2 separate regions of the Oryctolagus cuniculus genome follow, and region 2 is linked to region 1. A link is a contact called in public Hi-C data. All regions are on one chromosome and are shown on one strand. The core of a region is the stretch at or near the end of the contact, and the rest is flanking DNA. Distances in the headings are between cores, read along the strand shown.

Region 1 (2,700 bases), core at 71-2,570:
TCCTCACATCAATAGCCTTATCACAAACGCAGGCAACATTCCCTTTGTTGTCTTCGGATAAATAACCTCTGACTACTTAAAAAATACAAGGCACAGTACGAAACACAATCCCAGCCCGCCATGGTCTCAAAACTCATCAGCTACACAAAGAGACGGCCGACAGAATCGCCTTCAACGTCATTCACAGAAAAACATGGTGAATGATGAACCCATCAACCCTGACAGTTCTCCTCCTGGTAAAACCAAGCTCACCAATGTTAGGTGCCGTTCTGTGCACTGTGGAACGCCCTGCCTTCCCCTGCTGTCCTGAATCCTCGCTCACCCATGTCCTCTTTGCAACTGTGTGCACACACGTCCAGTCTCGATTTGCTTTTTAAGGCATCCGAACTGCGGGATACAGCACCGCAGACCAAAATGTAAAATAACTGCATTGGGTTGGGCACCTTTCCCCAGTTCTCAACCAGTTGTTTCTATAGTGTAGACACCAGGATTTTTTTTTTTTTTTCCTACTAAGTATGGACTTGATCTTCGTTTTGCCCCCTCGAAATCTGGACGCTACGATCCACTCTGTCTCTGGACATTTCACGATACTGATGATCCCAGCCGACCTCCCTGCGCCCGGGGGTCCCCTCTCCCGCAACCATCAACGCCCCGCACCCCTTTCTTCCTCTCACGCTCGGGGTGGCTTCTGCCACGCCGTTTCCTGGGGGGGCCCCTGCGCTGAGCGCCCTTTCGGGAATAACTTCCCACAGCCGGGCGCCGAAGGGGACAGCGGCCGGGAGCCGGGGAAGCCGGGCGCCTGGGGACGTCAGCCGGACGGCGGCCTCTTCTCCCCCTGAAAACACAACTCCCGGCTCAGCGCCTTCCACGGGACACGGACACCGCGTCCCGGGTGGGCTGACCTCACCCTCGCGCCCTCGGCTACGCGCGGGGCCTGCCTTTCCTTCTCCCCCGGGAAAGACAGGCAGGAAAAAACAAGGCAGCATCCCCTCCCCCGCGCGCCCCAGGCTGGCACGACCCGGCCCCCACGACTCACCTGGCAGGTGCGGCCGCCCGGAGAGTTGCACGAAGCGGTTGAGCTGGCCAGTCCCCCGACCCCCGCTGCCCCCGCTGCCCCCGCCGACCCCGCTACCTCCGCCGCCACCGCCGGCCGCGCCTCCTCCCCTCCGGCGGTTCCTGTCCCAGCCCTGGGCGGCCGACATGACCCGCTAATGACGGCCGCAGCCCGGTCCCGGCAGACCCTGACCCGGCGGCACCAGCGGAGCCTCCTTCCTGGGCTCCTCTAGAGACCCGGGAGACAGGAGAAGGGGGGAGAGCCCGGTCTCACCGGCGACCAATGACTGAAGAGCTTGCTGACAGAAAGCCAATGGTCAGTCGTCTTCTTGGTAGGTGGAGGGAGGCGGGGAGAGACGTGGTAACCATAGCTATGGCTAAAAAAAAAAGTGGGGGGGAGAGACAGGCAGAAGCAGCTACTCGCTGCTCGCATCGACCGCGCTGAGCGCGCCCGCGTTCCCGCGAGTTCAGGCAGGCCAGTCGAAGGCCGAGTGAGTGAGGCCACGCCTGCGGCAAAGCGAGCGGCCAGGCGCCAGGTTTGTCCTAAACGTTGCGGTCAGCAGCAGGGTCTGCACGTCGTACATATGTGAGGGACCACACAGTCTAACGTCGGTTTTGCACACTGAGATCGGGTTTCCGGACGGTTGTCACACGACGGGGCTCGCCCGCGGCGTTGGGGGGCGGAGCCGAAGCTGTGGGGTGAGAAGCGCGAATTCCTGGGTTTTATGGGTTTTTGTTTTGTGTTTCGGTCGAGGTCCCAGGGTGAGCCGTCTAGGGGCCAGCAGGCAGTTTGAAGGCTGGTTAACACAGACATGGGATAAATGCCATCTTAAAAACACAAAAGAAACCCCCAGTGAGAAACCGTCTCTGGCTCCTTTCGCGCAGGGAGCAGGGTGCCTAGGTCGGTCACAGGTAACTGATGGCTGGGTGACTGGGCTTGTGCACTCACGGCCCTGACCGGCTTACAATCGCAGCATCCGGGGACGCGTAAAATAAATCACAGGACAGGCACGCAAGACCAAGGTCAAAGACAAGGTGGACGTGCAGAGGAGGAATTCCTACCGCTCAGAAATTAAACAGCAAATTTGGCTTTGAGCTTCACGGGGGAGGGAGTTCTACAGAGTGGGAAGAGAGAGGGAGATCTTCCCTGCGCTGGTTCACTCCACCAAATGGTCTCAGCAACCAGTGTCTGGGCCAGGGAGAAGCCGGGAACCTGGAACCTGGAACTCCCACGTGACTGGCAGGTGCCCAAGTATTTGGGCCATCTTCCACTGCTTTCCCAGGTCCATTCGCAAGGAGCTGAATCACAAGTAGAGCAGCCAGGGGCTGACGCTTGCAATGCTGGCATCCCATATGGCTGCTGGTTTGAGTCCTGGCTCCTCCACTTCTGATCTAGCTCTCTGCTATGGCCTGGGAAGGCAATGGAAAATGGCCCAGGTCTTTGGGCCCCTGCACCCTCCTGGGAGACCCAGAGGAATCTTCTGGCTCCTGGCTTCGGATTGGCTCAGCTCCAGCCGTTTGGCAGCCATTTGAGGATGAAAGACCTCCCTCTCTCTCTGTGTCTCTACCTATCTCTGTGAGTCCATCTTTAAAATAAATACAATAAATCTTTAAAAAGAAGAAGCAGGGCCGACGCCGCGTCTCACT
Region 2 (2,700 bases), core at 170-2,669, 110 kb before region 1:
GTGGCTGAACCTGCTGTGCCACAACGCCAGCCTCTACCTTGGGTATCTTTTAATTAACCTTTATTCTATGGATGAAGAATAGAATGTGGGGATGGATGTTTGATGTAGAGGTTAAGTCACTGGGTAAGATGTCCATGTCTCACATTGGAGTGCCTGGGTTCAATTCCCAGCTCTGGCTCCTGACTCCCAACCTCCTGCTAACGTGAACCCTGGGAAGCAGTGATGATAGCCCTGGTGGTTGGGTTTTTGCCACCCACATGGGAGACCTACGTTGAGTTCCCAGCTTCCGTCTTCAGCCTGGCCTGTCTCAGCCATCATGGAAATTTAGGGAGTGAGCCAGTGGATGGAAGCTCATGCATGATTGCATCTCTCTCTCTCTCTCTCCTGGATGGATGGGTGGGTGGGTGGGTGGATGGGCAGCAGACAGAATAAATACGTGCATCCCTAGAGTACCTATTTATTGAGTATTCAGATGTCTCATATGTAATTAGGGTAAACACATTAACTTTGGAAGCTAGCTGTTAAAGCCCCATTTTATGGATAAAGGTACTGAGACTTAGCGAGGTTAAGTAGTCTGCCCAGTGCAGTGAGTTGATGGCAGAGCTGTGGCTCCGAGGCCACATTGGGCACTTTCTAAGTCTTTGTGATGTTACTTGAACCTGGGCTTAACTTTTTTTTTTCCAGTTCATTTTTCTGGTTCTTTAGATGTGAATATATGCAAGTGTAAATCTAGTCACTCTGTGGTACTGGCGTTGTGCCACGGTGCAGGCCGGCCCAAGTCCCGGCTGCTCTCCTTCCAGCCCATCTCCCTGCTGATGTGCCTATGAAGGCATCAGAAGATGGCCCAACTGCTTGGGCCTCGCCACCCACGTGGATAACCCGGATGGAGTTCCTGGTTCCTGGCTTTGACCCGGCAGAGCCCTGTCCATTGTGGCCATTTGGAGAGTGAGCCAGCGGATGGAAGACCTCTCTGTGTCCCTCCCTTGCTGTCACTTTGCCTTTCAAATAAATCTTAAAAAAAAAATCTGGCTACTGTACCTGAAATGATAAATTGTAGGTAAAACAGATAATGTAAATTAACATAAATTATTATTGTTTTCATTTATTCCTTTAATATCTAGTGAGTACTCTGTGCCAAGTAATGTTCTAGGTATTTTGAAAACAGCAGTGAACAAAACGACCGAAGTGCCTGCCCTGGTTTTTTTCCTAGTAGATGAGACAGTCAAGAAACAAGACAAAGTACCTTGAGAGGGTTAGTGCTAAGGAGAGAGGAAGCCGCGGGAGGGTGGTGTTTTCAGTGTTCGGGGAGCAGGGTTGACATTTGCGGTAGAGTGGCCAGGGAAGGCCGCCTTGACCTGTGAGAAGACCGAAGGCCCAAGAGAACAGCTGTTGGACCAGTGAGGAAGAGCATTGCATGATTTCTTAGAAACCCTCCCGAGGACTGACACGTGTTCTCTGTGTGTCTGTTTTTAACAGAGGCTAGTATTACCAGCTTGAAGCAAGCTGCCCTGGTCAAAGCCCCTCTCATGCCTACTTTGAACACGATTGTGCAGTATCTAGACCTTACACCAAACCAGGAGTACTTATTTGAAAGGATCAAAGGTAACTATTGATTTGAAGAGGAAAATCTGGGAGCCTTTTCATTGTACTGGGATTTATAAATACAGGACAACAAAGAACAAACCTTGTTTTAAAATTAAACTGTGATCTTATATTTTATAAATACATATTTAATTATGGCTTCACTAAAGCTTATACTTGAACAACTTTTAGATTTTACGTGCTAAGAAATGTTAAGATAACAGTTATCCTTGAATAGGTTAATAATAATATTCTGTATAGGAATCCTAAATTTGAGCTAAACAGGCTCGTGTGAGTACTTCACTCTTTTTCTCCTCTTAGAACACCAAAGATGGTACCGCTTTGACATTCTTTATAATTCAGCATGCTTTCATAATCCTTATTCCTTCTAACTTTTAAAATTCTTGTTGCGTATGTGCCTTCCTTCTGCTTGTTGGGTTCTTAATATTCGGGAGGAAATGTGATCTTCATTTGCAAGTGCTATGGTGCTGCCTCCTCCTGACCCTAGGCTTGGATTGGGGTTCAGGAATAAGCATTTTTCATGACTTTGTAAAACCTTTCAAACACACATAACCAGGCAAGATACTGCACGTCACCCAGCCCTGACGTCCCTCACTCCCTGGGCAGCGCCTGCCCTGTCTGTACCCCCACCTGCTTAATCCCTTCTGATTTATTTAAAGCATATCCTGTATACGGATCAGTATCAGTTCATCCATAAATATTTCCCTGTGTATCTCTAAGACATAAGGCATTTCATGAAACTGATAGAACTGTATCTAGTCATATCTAGTAATTTTAGCATTTTCTTTATATTGTGAAAATTCCCAGTGTTCAAATGTCAACTTGTCTCATAAAATTTATAAATATTTTTGTTTGTTTGAATTAGGATTCAAATATCATTTGTTGTGATTGCTTGCAATATTTAAGTTTCTTTTAAACTACAGATTTCCTCACATCATTTTTTTCTTTGCGGTTTATTTGTTGAACAACTTGTTTGTCCTGTAGAGTCCCCAGAGTCTGGATTTCACTCTGCACTTCCCCATGGTGTCGTTTCACTCAACTTGGTATTTTCTCTAAAGTCAAGTTCAGTTTTTTTGGCAAGATTTCCTCGTAGATAGC

The links. A called contact is a pair of places that touch in the nucleus more often than the background predicts.
Region 2: a contact with region 1 is called in a Hi-C map of psoas muscle, with 7 times the contacts expected there. The contact joins the enhancer-like site here to the promoter of KLHDC10 in region 1. A contact is called at or near these places in 2 of 6 Hi-C or Micro-C datasets (psoas muscle and an unstated tissue).

The regions. Positions count from the first base shown.
Region 1 is chr3:166,217,837-166,220,536 of mOryCun1.1, reverse strand. It overlaps KLHDC10 (kelch domain containing 10), which reads right to left and starts at 1,320. Exons shown (of 10, transcript XM_002712009.5): 1 at 1,037-1,320. The coding sequence starts at 1,202.
Region 2 is chr3:166,322,945-166,325,644 of mOryCun1.1, reverse strand. TMEM209 (transmembrane protein 209) reads left to right here. Exons shown (of 16, transcript XR_011387449.1): 10 at 1,477-1,602. Among named protein-coding and RNA genes, the nearest start is that of SSMEM1, 27 kb to the left of the region's middle. Within about 2 kb of position 1,419, at least 2 of the 8 cell types and tissues checked have an H3K27ac peak or open chromatin away from gene starts, as enhancers often do.